Linked DNA regions of Zea mays: regions 1 and 2 are each linked to region 3. The links are chromatin contacts, called in public Hi-C maps. All regions are on one chromosome and are shown on one strand. Each heading gives the region's core, a stretch centred on a gene start, on an enhancer-like site or on the middle of the called end of the contact. The rest is flanking DNA. Distances are from core to core; before and after follow the strand shown.

Evidence for each region. Hi-C and Micro-C count contacts between places; a contact is called where the count stands out from the background.
Region 1: a Hi-C map of leaf shows a contact between it and region 3, with 5 times the contacts expected there. The contact joins the promoter of LOC103654097 here to the promoter of LOC100283243 in region 3. A contact is called at or near these places in 10 of 25 Hi-C or Micro-C datasets (bundle sheath, ear, endosperm and 4 more).
Region 2: a Hi-C map of tassel shows a contact between it and region 3, with 9 times the contacts expected there. The contact joins the promoter of LOC103654098 here to the promoter of LOC100283243 in region 3. A contact is called at or near these places in 6 of 25 Hi-C or Micro-C datasets (bundle sheath, ear, endosperm and 2 more) and 1 of 3 datasets of contacts at active chromatin or transcription factors (leaf).

What each region holds. Positions count from the first base shown.
Region 1 is chr4:174,840,336-174,843,035 of Zm-B73-REFERENCE-NAM-5.0, reverse strand. It overlaps LOC103654097 (pentatricopeptide repeat-containing protein At5g14770, mitochondrial), which reads right to left and starts at 1,409. Exons shown (of 4, transcript XM_035967404.1): 1 at 1-1,409. The coding sequence starts at 1,381.
Region 2 is chr4:174,899,045-174,901,868 of Zm-B73-REFERENCE-NAM-5.0, reverse strand. It overlaps LOC103654098 (DUF2146 family protein), which reads left to right and starts at 1,252. Exons shown (of 8, transcript XM_035967409.1): 1 at 1,252-1,786; 2 at 2,350-2,824. The coding sequence starts at 1,415. LOC100273667 (putative xyloglucan endotransglucosylase/hydrolase protein 32) reads right to left here and starts at 725. Exons shown (of 2, transcript NM_001148080.1): 1 at 1-725. The coding sequence starts at 571.
Region 3 is chr4:175,086,065-175,088,764 of Zm-B73-REFERENCE-NAM-5.0, reverse strand. It overlaps LOC100283243, which reads left to right and starts at 1,434. Exons shown (of 3, transcript NM_001156145.2): 1 at 1,434-2,347. The coding sequence starts at 1,591. It overlaps LOC103654099 (RING/U-box superfamily protein), which reads left to right. Exons shown (of 7, transcript XM_008680923.4): 6 at 88-190; 7 at 289-1,017. The coding sequence ends at 406.

The DNA.
Region 1 (2,700 bases), core at 160-2,659, 250 kb after region 3:
TCATCTTCCTCATATAGCCAGCTGCTTTGGCGATGCATCCTCTTTTAACAAGACCATTGAGGATTGATGAGAATGTGACAACATTGGGGCTAACGGATTTCTCCTCCATTTGCAACAGCATCTGCTCTGCGCCATCGATATTGCCAGCTCTGCAGTGTGCATCGACCAGTACAGTGTAAGTTACACAATTGGGAGTAATATTATCCGACAAAGCATGCCGAAGCACATCCTTAGCTTCCTCAATCTTCCCTTCCTTACCTAAACGGTCCATCACAGTTGTATACATGACCAGATCCATGGCCACGCCCCTTGAGACCATCTCTCCCAATAGACCCAGTGACTCGTTCACCCTCTGCACTTTCGCTAATGAATCGATAAATGTACAATATGTCACATGGTTTGGAGCGACTCCAATCTTGTCCATCTCCCTGAAAAGTGCATATGCCTCTGAGAACCGGCCATCCCTGCATAGGCCATCAACAAGAGCACTAAGGGTGACCACATCAGGCAGCACACCCGACCTGACCATACCCTCGTACAGAGTGAACGCCTCCTCGATCCGCTTCATCTTACAATACTCCCCAATGAGCGTCGTGTGTGTGACCACACTCGGCTCCACCCCATCCGCCTTCATCCTCTCCGCTACCTCCCATGCAGCATCAGCATCGCCGGAGTAGAAAAACCCGGCAACCAGGGTATTGTACCCCACCACATCAAGCGACAGCCCTTGTGTAGTCATCCTCTCCACCACCGCCAATGCTGCGGCCATGTCCTGGACTTTACAGTAGCCGTCAATGAGAGCATTCCATCCCACCACACCCAAGCCATCAATTCCTCGGCCTCGGACCAGCATCTCCGCCAACGCCGCGGCCTCGCCGACAAGTCCGGTCCTGCTCAGCCCCACGAGCGCCGTGCTCATGGTGACCCCGTCCCAGGGCACGCCGCGCTTGCACATCTCGGAGAGCACGGGCGGCGCGAGCCTCCCGTGTCCCTGCTCGGAGAGGCCAGCGAGGAAGATGTTGTAGCTGACGGTGTCGGCCGCGACCTGCGGCTGGGGCCCCGAGGAGGAACGGAGCAGGCTAAGCGCGGGCCGGAGCGCGTGGAGGCTGCAGTAGGAGAGGATGATGGAGTTGAGGGTGAGCGGGTCACCTGGGACGGGGCGGAAGCGGGAGGCGGCGGCGACGAGGCCCGAGGAGGCGAGCGCGGGGATGAGGCGGCGGAGGAGGCGGGCGGGAGGCGGAGCGGGGAGTGAGGAGACGACGTGAGAGGCAGCGGAGAGGCGGCCGGCCCGGAGGAAGGCGAGCGCGAGGGAGCAGAGGAAGGAGGCCTGGAGGGTCGGGGCCGGGGGTAGGGCCTGAGGCGGAGATGCCGCCCCCGCCATGGTGGGTGGTGGTCGGCGACGAGGGGAATGGAGTGGAGGGGAGGGGAGGGGAGGGGAGTTGCTGAGGAAGGCCGAGGACAGAGCCCGTTGGGCCTGGCTGGGGAGAAGCTGGTGGGCTTTAGTGGCTACTAGATGAGCCCAGTGGTAGAAAATGCCAGCCCAGCCGAAATATGCGTTCGGGTGTTCCGAATTTTTTGTTTTTTAGCCCTTTATGCGACAAAAATATACAATTAAACCCCCAGAAATTTTATATGCATGTTTAGACCCGATACTCGGCGTTATAGCCTATGGCGCCGAGGTAACACATCTCGGCGCCATAGGCTATGGCGCCGAGCTCTGACGTGGCACTAACGGCTACCTGCGTCTTACGGATGACGCGGCGTCGATGCGGCCTCGTAGCTCGGCGCCACAGATCTTGGCGCCGAGCTACGGAGGCCTATAAAATCGGTCGCGCTGCTGGCGGAGAAGACCTCATCTCCTCTCAATTCAAAACTTCGTCAAAAGTTGTTGTATTCAAAGTTTCGAGTTGCAACACTTCGTAGACCAAGGTTTGGTGTCTCACTGATTCGTTTTGTATATTGGGATGTACTTTTTCGATTATTAGTTTCCAATGTTGCTCATAATATATATAGTATCGTTAATATGATGAGTACATTTCATTTGATAGTTTGTGTAAACCGATTATAAAGTCTATTAGGTACAAGTGATAATTATAATCGTTTATTAGATGAAAGATATGTACCGGGAGGCGTTATGGCAGAAGAGAGGTCGTCCTCGGAAGTTATATCCGGACGTATCTAGTAAGGATGCTCCTGTTCCTCCTAAACTTTCTGTGCTTAATTATGACTGTGGCAGACTAGCTTGGGTATGTCAATCCAAACATCCAGACACGGCTGCTCGCTGCGTCTACCTTTGTGGCGGTTTTAACGTACGTAGCTTATGACTTGTGACTTAATTTTGTTTGAATTTTTTATTTACTAGATGTGTAATAGTGCTTCGTTCCATTGTTTTAGGAGCACCTGAGGTGTTTCTTTTTCCAGTGGATCGATGGTCCTGATAAATTTGACCCTCGATATTTTCTTTTCACTAATTGGTCGTGTGGAAAGACTAGTCATGAGCGTTTTAAACGTTGGATACCTCCTCCCTCGAATCCTCCACCAATGACGGATGCGGAAAAGGAGGTAGCAACAGAAAGAAGGATGGACTCACCGTCTCGATGCGATTGTGGAGATCGTACTGTCATCGACGAAAACACTGTGAAGCACTTCGTGTGTCCGAACATTGATTATGTGAGCCCATCGATGCGCGAGGTTATATAA
Region 2 (2,824 bases), core at 3-2,502, 190 kb after region 3:
TGGGGCTCCAGAGGATGGCGTAGTGGTGGAAGTCGGCGGTGGGGTCGAACCAGTCCAGGCGGAACTTGACCTCCCGCCCGACGACCCTGCCAGGCCCGCCGTCGCCGGAGCCGAGGACGTACACGTTGGTCTGCAGCGTGTACGGCTGCCCCGGCGTGGTGCCCAGGAACTCCATGTCCACCTCGTCGTGGAACCCCGGGTGCGCGTCCGCGTTCGACAGGTAGAAGGCCGTGATGACCCCGGCCGTGTACCCGGCCTGCAGCTTCACCGACGCGCCGAAGTAGCCCGACCGGAACGCCCGCCGCGACTTGAACCCGCTCCCGGACGTCGAGTCCAGCCAGATGGTCACGCCGCCGCCGCCGCCGCCGCCGGACACCGACTGGTGCTGCGCGCCCCACAGGGTGCGGAAGTCGCGGGAGAAGGGACGCGCGCGGTAACGCTTGCTCGGGTAGAACCCCGGCAACGGCGGATGCTGCGCGTCTGCTCCTGCTGCAGCTGCAGTAACAACAACAAAAATAAGCAGCGCGTGCCGGTGCCGGTGCCGGTGCCGGGCAGGAGGAGCGGCGGCCATAGGTGGCGTTGGACGGACGATGCGACCAGCGAGCTGCAAGCTCGACGATGGTTGGCAATGGAGCTGGCCGGCCTGCAGGCGTGTGAGCGTGACAGAGGGAAAGCTGCCGCTGCTGGCTCCTGGCTGTGCTGCCTGTGTGACCCGTCGTTACCCGTGGCCCGGCGTGATGGATAAATAGATAGATGACGGGCCGCAGTTGCTTTTAATTTTTTTCCTTTTTACCTGGCTGGATTAACTGGGCTCAGGGAAAAAACGGACCGGGTCGATCTGGGCGGGCCATCCCGACCGGACCGACGGCCTCTCTCCTCTCTGCATCGCCGACGCCCCCGCCGCGACCCGACCTCATGTGTCCTCCAGTCCAGCGAGACTGCCTCGGCACGCGTGCCTAAACGCATAGGCATAGCAGTGTCGGTGGGGTGGTGTCCGTCACATTTTATTTTATTTTTTACATGTACACATTTAAAGGTCATTAGTATTGTGTGGACACGATACAGTGTTCAACCCTGTTTAGATGGCTTCAGCTTCATGTCGAACTTAAATAAAAATAGCTGGGTAGCCCCGCAGTTTGCTACAAGTATTTTTCTCATTCCATTATTGCTTTGTAAAAAAAAAAAGAATCGGCAGCATTGTGATTTGACAAGCGCAAGGTGTACGGGCCGGAAATCAAGACAAAATATATGATTCCCGGTCCATCTAGACCAACAAAGCGGCCCACTACTTCCGCAGCCTGTCCTCCGAAAGGCCTTAACCCCAAACGAAACCACCCTCCGCGACAAAGCCGACTACTATAGGCTGTCGTAGCCAACAAGCGCGACATCCTCCGCCCCCACCTCGCCGCCGGCGATGGAGCCGCCTTCGCCTCCGGCGACCCACTCCGCGGCCGTCCGTGTCCTCTCCCGCACTCCTCCGCCGACCTCCCCGAACCCCTCCTCCACGGGCCCGGCGGCCCCGTCGCCCGCCTCCCGCGACGGGGTCGTCGCCGTCGGCTTCGTGGGCGCCGCGGGGACCGCCCGCCTCGCGGACCGGATCCTCGACGCCCACGTCTTCTCTCCCGGTGGCTCGGCGGGGAGCCTCGCGGGAAGGGTAAGGTACCACCGCGACGCCGGCAAGAGGATGGTGTTCCTTCACCTCACGCCGCCGCCGCCCGCGCCGCTCGAGGCGGTGGCAGGATGCTGCGATGACGGCGAACTACCGGAGATGCTCTTCATGTTCTCTGTGAGCTCGGATTCTTACCCTCCTTTTGCTCATTACATTATACGGTAGGTTTGCTATCCTGGGAATCGAACTGCCAAAGCTGACCCCAAAGCCTCCGCCTATTCTGACCCTTTATATAGGATCAGCTTCAGCTCGTCGTTCTATCGCATTATTTCAGCTAGCTATTGACGATTTGATGCACTTAAAACACCTGCACAGCCTGACGATGCTGTTTTGTTTTTGTTTTTTCGTTTAAAATTTCATAGATTTCTATACATGCTTGTAATAGCTGCCACTGATTGTCTATGTTGAGTTGACATTTTACAACTAAATAAACGTGCAAAGTGTTCCTCTTGCCTGTGTTCAAACGTGGCTAATGTCTGGTTCTCTGATCATAGAAATTTTAGACTTCATCGTCATATTTTTACCTGCCTGTTATTTTTTAGATTCACTGCTTCATGATCATATATCTAGAATAGCAGGGGCCTTTGACCACCCAAATGACTACTATGGTCTCTTGTTTCTTTGGTTTTCTGTGACAAAATGAAGGATTCATGGATTGGTTTTACTTTGCAACATTCTAGGTCTGCCACGTAATTATATTTCTGCAACAAGGCTTCAGATTTAACACACAAACCTTAAAGAAGTTCCGACTGCTGCAATCTTCAAAGCATGCTCTCGCTCCATTTGTCAAGCCATTGGTGGCAGCTGCAATGCCTGCCAGAACTGTTGCCTCTGACACCCCAACAAGAGCAACCCACAGGGCTTCTTCCGTCTCCCCTCCAACACGCCGAGGAGGTCACGCTGGGCGTCAGTCCTCGGCTATCTCACTTATGTCTGGAACCAGTTCAACTCCTTCTGTCTTGCCAGGCCAATGCATTCCTGTATTGCTCTTTGTCTTTGAGGATGATGCGGTTGATGTTTCAAGTGCTGCAGCAAGTCCCGATGATATAGGTGATGCATCTTCATCAAATCAGGGTTCTACCCCTGATGGACTACCAAAACAGAGCTTAGCTTCAAAAAGTTCTGGTTCAGTAATTATGCTTTCCCGGGCAGCAA
Region 3 (2,700 bases), core at 185-2,684:
ACCATCAATCGAGGTCCACTTGTTTTCTGTAGGTTTCACTCATTGTGCAAGTATGAATGGTCTTATTAAACTGCTTGTTTTTGTCAGGATTGTCGATGGATCTGTGTGACGATGGATCAAAATGGAATCAGGTGAGGACAGGAACCTGCTGCGTATGCTGTGATTCACAGATTGATTCTCTACTGTACAGGTGGGTACTCCACATGACATTTCAGGTTCCTTGTGCACAAGCTGGTGTATGTGATGCGTGATTTGTAATGCTTTAAACCTTTCGGGTGATGATGGCAGGTGTGGGCACATGTGTACTTGCTCGAAATGTGCAAATGAGCTGGTGCGCAGCGGCGGCAAGTGCCCGCTCTGCCGGGCTCCCATCGTGGAGGTGGTCCGCGCATACTCGGTAATGTAAGGTGGTGGAAGATACAGTCAGTAGGAAAGGAATAAGTTGACGGCAAGCGAAGTTTTGCTGCAAGTGAAGAAAAGCTTGTTTAGGAAATGGACCCCCTCCCAATCCCCCAAAAAAGAACTCTGTTTTTCCTCCTTTGTGAATCTATAGGGGAGGCTACTTACGTTGCCTGCATATTCGTTGCCTTGCTGCTCGTGTCGCCGAGACGCAGGCGGCAAAGGGCGTGCCATTAATTTTTGGAAGAGCTTGCGTTGGGAAGTGGTGTCCCCAGTGCAAGCTGTTTCACTGTATATTTATACACTGACTGATCCTCAACTGAAGCAGACACCAGCAATGCATTGGTATATACCAGGTTCCTTGATCACTCTCTGGTCCTCCCAGTGAGCATTGAGCTGTGATGTGTCAGTGTTTGGTGCGTTACATCTGCGTATCAGTCCGTAGTGTGGTAGTGGGTATGTAGCTTTCAGCTCCCGTTGCCTTTGGTTGAGTCGACTTCTCTTTCAAATGCACGGTCCGTGATGTTTCGAGCTGCTGTTGTACGCTACACGGAGAATGTACGCTTACAAACATATCACATATGAATATTGATGAAATATAGTACAGTATTATTGTGCTGTGCATACGTCTTTCGCACTCAGGAGCAACAGGCATGGTCTGCAAGATGACGTGCGACGCGTTTGCAATCGCAACCATGCTGGGGCTGGGCCAAACAGACGACAACCCCATAAACAGGAATACCAGTGACGCAAAAAAAAAGTATCAGTGCCATAGAAATGTGAGAATACAAAGAATTCTTCAAAATAAAAAAGGCTTACTTTGTACAGTGCTGAAAAAAACATATCAAAACAGTATTATAAATTCGAGTGTGCACTCTGCTTCCCCATTCCTCAAAAATCGAAAATAAATAAAAACAGATCGCGTCTCCATTCGAGTGTGCCCGTCGTGATTGGGATTCGGGCTCGTGATTTTCGGCGCGGGGCCGACGGGGTCATGTGAATGTGATCAGGCCGTTGCAGTCTTGGGAGTCTCCAGATCACACACGAGTCCCGTCCGCCGCTGTAGCAGTACTGCAGTAGAAATCCTGTCCTGTCGCTCCCTCCACCACACACTGAACTGAACACGCGCGCGCGCACGCCATTCCCCTCCCGTAGCGTGCGGCGTGCCGTCAATCCAAACCACCAAAAGCAATGCCGCCGCCGTCCGCAAACGGCGCCACCGCCGCCGCCGCCGCCGCGAGGGACGACATGTCCCCGGCGGAGGCCAGGCTGGCGATGATGGAGCTGGCGAACATGGTGTCGGTGCCGATGGCGCTGGCGGCCGTGATCCGGCTGGGCGTGCCGGCCGCGGTGTGGGCGGGCGGCGCCAACGCGCCCATGTCAGCGGCCGACCTCCTCCCGCCGGGCCACCCGGACCCGTCCGTCCTGGAGCGGCTGCTCCGCCTGCTGGCGTCCCGCGGCGTTTTCTCCGAGTCCACCGAGTCCACGCCCACCACGCGGCGGCGGCTATTCGCGCTCACCGCGGTGGGCCGCACCCTGGTGCCGGGGCCCGCCTCGGGCGCGTCCTACGCCGACTACGTGCTGCAGCACCACCAGGACGCGCTGGTGGCGGCGTGGCCCCGCCTGCACGAGGCCGTGCTTGACCCCGCGGGGCCCGAGCCGTTCGCGCGCGCCAACGCCGGGGTCACCGCCTACGCCTACTACGGCAAGGACCAGGACGCCAACCGGGTCATGCTCCGCGCCATGGCGGGGGTATCCGAGCCCTTCATGGGTGCCCTCCTCGACGGCTACGGCGCCGCCGGCGGGTTTCGCGGCGTCGCCACGCTCGTAGACGTCGGGGGAAGCTCCGGCGCCTGCCTCGAGATGATCATGCGCAGGGTCCCCACAATCACCGAGGGCATCAACTTCGACCTCCCCGACGTCGTCGCCGCAGCGCCGCCCATCGCCGGTACGTATACGCTCCTCCTTCTCCTCGCATAGTCTCACATCACATGCAATGGCAGTGCGGGACCTTATCTTCTCCCGATCCGTCCGTGGTTCGTTTTGGTTACCAAAAATCCTCGAGATTATGAGCACGTATCTTTACGCACTTTTCTCTCAGCTCAGCTCCGTCGAGATTGTACATTGTTTAGCTCCTCGAAAATGCCCAGAACAAGTCGCTCAAAACATCCTAAGGTTAATTGTCCAATTATATTACTGAGAAAACATCCGTCTAATGGTTTGCTTAATGGAACAAGGCGGGTAGTCCGAGCATTCCAAAGGAATACTACTAATGCAAAATTTATGCTACGACTACGTCAA